2 separate regions of the Sus scrofa genome follow, and region 1 is linked to region 2. The links are chromatin contacts, called in public promoter capture Hi-C maps. All regions are on one chromosome and are shown on one strand. The core of a region is the stretch at or near the end of the contact, and the rest is flanking DNA. Distances in the headings are between cores, read along the strand shown. Region 1 holds the start of IMPACT (protein IMPACT). Region 2 overlaps OSBPL1A (oxysterol-binding protein-related protein 1).

Region 1 (4,203 bases), core at 309-2,808, 53 kb after region 2:
GCTTCGGGCAACGTGGAGATGTACAGTAGCCAAACCTCTCAGCACTTCTAAGCTAATTGCTTACCAAGAAGAGAAATCCTGTGGTGGACTGGCTGTTCGTGTACCATGGTGCCTTACTTGGTTGGAAGGAGGGGCTTAAAATGCTTTCTGCTCAAGATAAAAATACCCTGTCCAACCAAAAAATTGAAGGGAGGGAATGTTATAGACATGACAATGGGCTAAAGTCCTCCAGGCCCTCTCTTGGGACCCAAATGAGTGCACATGTGCAGACTTAGGGAGATAATCATGAAGGGATTATGCAAGCCATGTGACAAGAGGAAGTTGACAGCTGTGATGTCAGAAGCAATGAAATGCATGAAGTTACTTAAATGGGCCAGTTTCTCTATCAATATTTTTTTCTCCATCTCAAACAATCTCCTTCCTTCTTCAATTAGCTAACCTCTACCCGTTCTTCTGTAACTCCGTTCAAACATTCTTGGGAACACAAAGCCTGATAAAATTTTAAACAGATGGCCCTTCTCTGTGCTTCTAACAGGACGCAATTCCAGTCGATTTAAATATTGATTTACTTTTGTTCCCCTGTCTTTCTTAAAGGCAATGCATGACATCGAAATCTGCATTTCCAAAGTTTAGCACAATGAGAACCCATTAAATAGCTGTTGAATTAATAAATCCACAAGGCTTATATGAAGATCCCTTCAAAGTAACTTGGGTGGAATTCTTTACAGGTACCGTCCACTTAGAGGAGTATTTTAACAGGTAAATAAAACATGCCCATGATTAAGGAAGTCAGGAGAGAGGAAAGCTGTAATATTTTGAGTCTGTGTGTGTGAAGAAAGTGAGGCAAGAGGGGACAAAATGCCTCTCGAGTAAGACATTAAGTGACTTGATTTAGGAGTCTCAAATAAGGTGACCAATGTTAAGTTCCAACCAATGTACTGGAATTATATGTGTTGGGGGCAGGGTTGAAACGACACAAACTTATTCAAATTTTCTGGATAGTGAAACAATGACCTTTATGTTGACAGGAGTAACTAGTGTTTTGAACAAAAGTTGCTCCCAGACGAAATGTCTAAGAACCCCAAAGAAAATAATCACAACACAACAGCGAGTGGGTAAGCTTTCCTGCCCGCTTTCAGAACTGCCTTCTGTCCCTCTCCTGCTCTACTGCTTTTTGGTAAATCAAAGTGACCCTTGACCAAATCAGACAAAATATCTTAAAACACGTAAAAACAAAACCCAAACCCCCTGCCTTGAAATGCAATGATGAGTCTCGGGCTGTGGACTGCGGAGAACCTGAGTCCCCAGTGTCTCCGCGGGAGTTCCGATGGCGCCGAGGCCGGCAGGGGCGAGAAGCCCCCAGCCCCGGCGAGTTTCAGGAGCAGAGCCGAGAAGGCCTCCTGCCGCTACTCGGGCAGAACAGCTTCGCCACGGCCGGGCCGAAGAGACAAGGACAAGCGGGCGCGAAGCCAGAGTGGGAAGCCCGGGCGCGGGGAGCCCCTCGCCCAACCTGACCAACAACCCGGAAGCAGATGCGGGTCCCACTGCGTGTCGGGGTTGCGGTTCCGGGTCGGGCCGCGCAGCAACCCGCGCTCCGCTTGCAGCCGCAGCGCCCCGCCCCCGCGCTCCGGACCTGGGCAGGTGGTGACCGCCAGGCCGTTCCCGGGGCCACATGGCTGAGGGGGACGCAGGGAGCGACCAGAGGCAGGTGAGGCCCCGGCGGGCGCCGACCTCCAGGCTCATCTCGGCCTTGCCTCGCAGTCCCGAGCCTCCTTCGCCAAGGGGCCCCTGCCCGGGGCCGCCCCGGGTCTCGCCCGCACCGCCAGGGCTGGCGGCCGCGCGGTTCGTTCTGCCGCGTCCCATTTCTGGCGCTTGCTGTCAGCCGATCGCGCTCTGGCCGGCTGCTGCCAGGCGTCGGCAGGCTTGGCCTGCCTGGGATGGTGTTATCGTCAACCATCAGCACGCGACTGAGCAGCTCTGGGCCCAGGAAGCAGAAACCCGAGTTTCTGCTCCCCGCCCTGTCCTCGCCGGGTCACCTTGGGCAGGCCACCTAACCCCGTTTCTGATTTTGCAAAACGGGCAATAATAACACAAACCCTGAGGTCTCCTGAGGACCCCCTGAATCTACTTGTGGCTTTGAGCTTTCCCCAGCGCATGGCTGAAGTGAGAGCTCTTAAAGCTTTTACTACGGGGCTATGAGGATAAAATGAGATGATATGGAGTTGAGTGTATACTTTGCTTCCCATTTTTACGTTTAGATACGTTTATTTTAATTAATTATTTTTATTGATTTATTTAGGGCGGCACTCGCGCACCTGGGGCATATGGAGATTTCCCCGGCTATGGGTCCAAAGGGAACTGTAGATGCTGGCCTACACCACAGCCACAACAAGGCCAGATTGGAGCGGAGTCTGCTTCCACACCACAGCTCAGGACAAGGCCAGCACCTTAACCGACTGAAGGAGGCCAGGGATTGAACCTGCGTCCTGATGGATGCTAGTCAGATTCATTACCCCTGAGCTGTGCTGGGAACTCTTTTTTTTTTTTAAACCCGAAACCAAAAGAGTAATTTCTGAAATGTTTGGGGGGATTTGATTACCAAAAAACCAAAACAACACCCAGCCAAGTGCCCAAATTCAAAACAAAAACAAAGAAGTAGTTCCAGGAGTATAGAACTAATGTAATATGCAGAAATACTACTGGGGAATGGGGAGGTGGCGGTTTCTTCTTAAAAAGAGAAGGTGGAGCAGAGAGGATAGTGTTTATCTTTTCACTTGTGAATCTCATTACCGGGTATGGGAGTGCATGTATATTTTGGCTCAGTAGTGGTCAGAAGCACAGTGATACAGTGCAAGGCTGGTACCCAGAGAGTAGAAGGTGGCTACCAGGTGCTAAGAATGTTTGACATCTTTCAGTCAGGGATCCTTCATCCAAACTAGTGATATTAAATGCAAATGCCTTAAAAAGCAGTAAGAAAAACAGATAAGGTATGTGTGCATTCTTTGACTTTTTCCCCATTGACCTCTTACAGAATGAGGAAATTGAAGCAATGGCAGCTATATATGGCGAAGAATGGTGTGTCATTGATGACTGTGCCAAAATATTTTGTATTAGAATTAGCGACGATATAGATGACCCCAAGTGGACACTTTGCTTGCAGGTATATTCCTCTACAACCATTTTCCAGTTACAGTATTGACTCTACTGTTGTATTCCTCTAATGATTATTCTTGTGTGACTTAATTCTGGATTGTGTTTTTTTGTTGTGGCTTTTGTTGATGACTGGTGATCCAAACATATGGGTAATTAAATCTCAGATCATTCTTAAGTAATACTTTATTGATAGCCTCAATCTTTCCTATCACAATTCTTTTATATATTTAAGCATTCTTAATGTACCATTGTCAGACTTGAGTTTCTCTTCCTTTCATTATGCTGTTCATTTAATAAGAAACCGAGGAAGATGGCTAACATTTAAGAGGAAGAATAGGTTAGTTATTTAGAAGGTTCATAGAGTAGATATGAATTGTTTTTTTGTTAATTGGTATTCCTTTGTGGTGAGGGTAAATAAGTGAAAAAAATCAGCTGTGGCTTTGTTTTAATCCTTATTATTTGATGACAGCCTATTGGAAGTAAAAGATTCCAAATTGAGTTTTTGTCAATATTTGTTTTTATTGATACTGATTTGAAAAGAAACGTGTGTGGTTCTCTATTAAGTGTTAGCTGTTTAATGTATTTAATGTGTTTAGCAGGATTTAAAAAAATTTTTTTTCTTGGCACACATTGTAAATCAACTACACTTTAATACAGCTTGTTTTTTCTAAGAAAAATATTTGGAACATGTTATAATGCCACTCTATTCATATGGGGTTAGAGTATAATGCCCATATTTTAGTTTTTTTTTCCTTTTATCTTTGTCTTCCCCACCCTTATTTTCTGATTTTCATTGCTTTTTTGCGTTCTCTGCAAATAATGATCGCCTTAAAAAAATGGCATCATCTTAACATATGCCAGGTAGAAGCATATGCCAGGTAGAAGCATTAATATGAGGAGGGAATTCTCTTTTGAGATTCAACACAGTGTTGGTTTTGTTTTTTAGTTTGGCAGGTTTGAGCTCTGTCCAGTGACTAACTTTATAAATGTAGTTATTTTTGAGCCATGATGAAGTATAAGCAGATTTGTTTTTAAATTGCTTTGTAGGTG
Region 2 (3,846 bases), core at 299-2,798:
CTTCAATGGTCTCATCAGTAGAACTCTGAGCACAGCTGAGGAAAGAATCAATAAACCTGTAGACGAGTCAAGAGAAATGAGCCAAACACTAAAAGAAAAAAAATGGAGGGGCATGGGGAGGTGGAATGAGGAGGGGGAAGGGGAGAAGAAACAGAACCGAGCACCCAATGGTTATGGGGCGCTATCAATCCAACAAATGAGTAATAAGTTATTCAAGAATTTATATGAAGCTGTACTTTCTGAATCCAGAAAAAAAAATAAATAAAAAATAAAAAGGAAACAAAAGATGATGAAAGTACCATCTGCTACCATTTGCTCAAGTCCTTTGCCCTCAGGAATGCTGTGTTCTGTTAACCATTTCCCTGACTCTCTGCAGGTCAGTCCTCCTGACCTTGACCCTCTGAACTCACTCCGTAATTTCTGTAATTGCAGCCACCTGGCTTCAGACATTTAGGTGCCATCTCCAAGCCTCTACTGTTTCGAGGTCCTATCACATGCCCCCACCCCGACTCCTACCAGTGAAGCAGGTCTGCAACGGCATTTCCTAATGGCAGCCCCAGACCTCGGAGGACAAGGAAACTTACTAAGTTTCTCAGTGATTCTAGGGCCTCTCCCACCAGCAATTTCTCAGTGCTTTGGTAAATAATGAATCCTCTAGGTCCTCTCATGGCACAAAATTACCCGATATGATCTACAATCCAATATGTCTGCTTATTCAAAACCCTTTTCAATTCTCTGCAATGGCATTTGGGGCATTGTGACATTTGTAATGGGGACCACTGTTTTGACTTTACTGCTGGAACTGTCCAAATACAACTCAATTTGTATGATCAAAAGGAATCAATGACGATGGAGTTCCCATCGCAGCTCAGTGGTTAATGAGCCTGACTAGGATCCATCAGAATGTGGGTTCGATCCCCGGCCTTGCTCAGTGGATCCGGTTAAGGATCTGGCATTGCCATAAACTGTGGTGTAGGTCGCAGACATGGCTCGGATCTGGCATTGCTGTGGCTGTGGTGTAGCCCAGTAGCTACAGCTCCAACTGGGTCCCTTGCCTGGGAACTTCCACATGCCACAGGTAAGGCCCTAAAAAGCCAATTTAAAAAAAAAAAAAAAAAAAAAAGCAATCAATTATGGTCAGAAGCCAAAGACAGCTGCCCCAATAAAAGTCATGATACCTTGTCCAGTTTCTGGTCCTGAGACAATTTTGGGCTTAACACTATGAATTGAAGGAAAGGCCAGATCCTGGGAGGGAACAATCTCAACACCAAAGCAAACATACAGTCACGAATCTCTCACACCATCCCCAAAGGGACCAAAGGCCATTTACTCTGGTAACTCTATACTGAGGGAAGGGGAAAAACCCACATATTTCACAAATTATTAAGTATAAGATGCCAAGAGACTCAAAGTGTTATCTAGCCCCTCTGTTAGAAAGCAGGCATACAGAGGGATAGGATAATAAATGAAACCTGGGCTAAGCTCAGAGTTTGCACTGGGTCCACAAACACACCCAGAGGACATTTCCCCAGTTCCTCAATGTGTACTTAGAATACACATGTTCAGTTGCTGGCCAGAGCTCACATTGTCTCTTTGGTCCATAGTATAAAAGACCCAAATGGAGGCTCTAAATCTGCCCTCCCCCATACCCTGGCCAGGATAAATAAAAACCAGTATCTGGGAGTTCCCTGGTGGCCTAGTGGTTAAGGATTCAGCACTGTCACTTCTGTGGCCCCGGGTTTGATCCCTGGCCTGGGAACTTCTGCACACCATGCACCTGGTCAAAACAAAAAGAACGATACCCCACACAGGGAGGAATGACAGAAATCAGTGCCACCTTTAAAAACCTGAGAATGGAGAGCTGATGGTCTCTACAATATTTCCATTTAATTTACCACCCTGACAAAAACCAGAAGGAATTTGGAGGATGACAGTCGATCCCCACTAACTCAACCAAACATCCCAATTCTAGCCACTCTGCCAAATATGATATCTTCGCTCGAGCAAGTTAATACTCCCTAGGCACATAGTATACAGTAACTGACCTGGCCGATGCATTCTTTTCTATCCTTATTCGGAAGAAAAAACGCAAGACAGTCTCCATTCACACGGACAACAGTACACATTTACACTCACAGTTCTGCCTCAGAGCCATTTGGGCATTTTGCAGAATGTCACCCTGGGCCACATCATCAATGATGTCATGTTAAGAGAACCAGATGAACAAGAAGAGGCTAGAATGCTGAAAGCCTTAGTATGATACAGGGTGGGAAGCCTTACAATTCAGGGGATTTGTCACATCAGTAAATCCTCAGGGGTTTGGGAGTCTGGGTAATGTCAGGACACTATCCCTGAAGTAAAGAACTTGTACTTCCTGAAGCAGAAGGAAGCCCCACACCTGGCTGGCTTCTACTGGGGGCAGCAGATTCCACACCTAGGAACAGTGCTCAGATGGATACGCCAGATGAGAAAGGATGTCTGAACACCTGGCTCCTGTGTCAAAGGACCAGCAGGCAAGAAGAGTCACCGGCTTAGCAGAGGTAATTAAACTTGAGCATCAGAATAGAGGAGGACCATACCCAATAGGAGCATGGAGAACTATGGTGTGCAAATGATACACTTAAGCGTCTCCCAGTGTTCTCTTGTTCAATTTTGACAGTAAGTGGCCAAGTATAACAACCCCAGACTGAGAAGGGCTTGATAACTAGGGACTGAGACCTCTGGGGTAGAGGGCCTGAGTCATACCACCAGGTAAGCTCCAAAGACCAAAGACTAGATGTGCTAGCCAAGGGGAGGGGGGACTTAGCACAGATGGTAGATGAGCAAGATGATTCAGGAGAGCATCCCATGTGAGAGCATAGACTTGCCTCCAGCTGCTGCCCATCATCCTTCCACAGGTGTGCCCTCTCTGCACTCGGATAAGCCTGTTGCACACTAACCTCCACCTCAATCTGCTTCCTCAGTGATGTGTATGCCTATATTTCAGGGATATCATGTTCCATTAAATGAAACAGTATATGTCAAATTATTTGGACAGTGCCTGACTCATAAGCCGGCATTGATATATGCGCATGAGAAACTGTATCCTAGGGAACAAGACAGATAAACTCATTTAAACCCCAGCATGACATGTATTCTCAAGGTGCCAGGTGAGAGATAAAGAACATAGGAAACACAGATTTTTCTTCTTTTTTCTTCTTCTTCTTCTTTTTTTTTTTTTTTTTTTTTTTTAAGGCCACACCTATAGCATATGGAAGTTCCCAGGCTAGGGGTCGAATCAGAGCTATAATCACTGGCCTACACCACAGCAACTCCAGATCTGAGCTGCATCTTTGACCCACACTGCAGCTCACAGCAACACTGGATCCTTACCCCACTAAGTGAGGCCAGGGATCAAATCTGTATCTTCATGGCTATCAGTTGGGTTCTAATTCTGCTGAGCCACAATGAGAACTCTGGAAGCATCGATTTTAGATGTATTCTCACTCTGCTAGAAGATACTAAGTGGAACAAAGGTCAGTACTTCAATCCAGTTATTTACTATATTGACTGTACTCATATTTAAACTTATTATAGATGTTAAAAATCAGAATTAGAACTACACTTGAAAAACAGGGAATAAATGCTAAAAACATCTTAAAATTCTGGTATATTAATTTTTAATAAAGAACACCAGGGGTCGCTAATGTACCAAGAAAAGCCCATGAGTCCCGCTTACAATTCTGGGAGCTGCATTTTAAATATTTAAATGAACAAGAATTTAGAATGCTTTGTAACAAACCACATTCCTGTTCAACTCATCCTTCTATCAAATCGCCAAATCTCACTACTATATTTTAAATTTAT

Evidence for each region. Promoter capture Hi-C pulls out the DNA fragments that hold promoters and counts their contacts.
Region 1: a promoter capture Hi-C map of liver shows a contact between it and region 2, with 2.1 times the contacts expected there. The contact joins the promoter of IMPACT here to the enhancer-like site in region 2. A contact is called at or near these places in 1 of 5 promoter capture datasets (liver), 24 of 47 Hi-C or Micro-C datasets (adipose tissue, alveolar macrophages, blood and 14 more) and 2 of 2 datasets of contacts at active chromatin or transcription factors (alveolar macrophages and skeletal muscle).

What each region holds. Positions count from the first base shown.
Region 1 is chr6:109,234,032-109,238,234 of Sscrofa11.1, forward strand. It overlaps IMPACT (protein IMPACT), which reads left to right and starts at 1,559. Exons shown (of 11, transcript XM_005665327.3): 1 at 1,559-1,708; 2 at 3,032-3,160; 3 at 4,201-4,203. The coding sequence starts at 1,673. All of the region lies in intron 1 of OSBPL1A (oxysterol-binding protein-related protein 1), which reads right to left.
Region 2 is chr6:109,181,028-109,184,873 of Sscrofa11.1, forward strand. The region is part of intron 4 of OSBPL1A (oxysterol-binding protein-related protein 1); the gene reads right to left. Among named protein-coding and RNA genes, the nearest start is that of IMPACT, 53 kb to the right of the region's middle. Within about 2 kb of position 1,549, at least 3 of the 83 cell types and tissues checked have an H3K27ac peak or open chromatin away from gene starts, as enhancers often do. A contact at or near this core is called in fetal liver and liver, where this site is marked.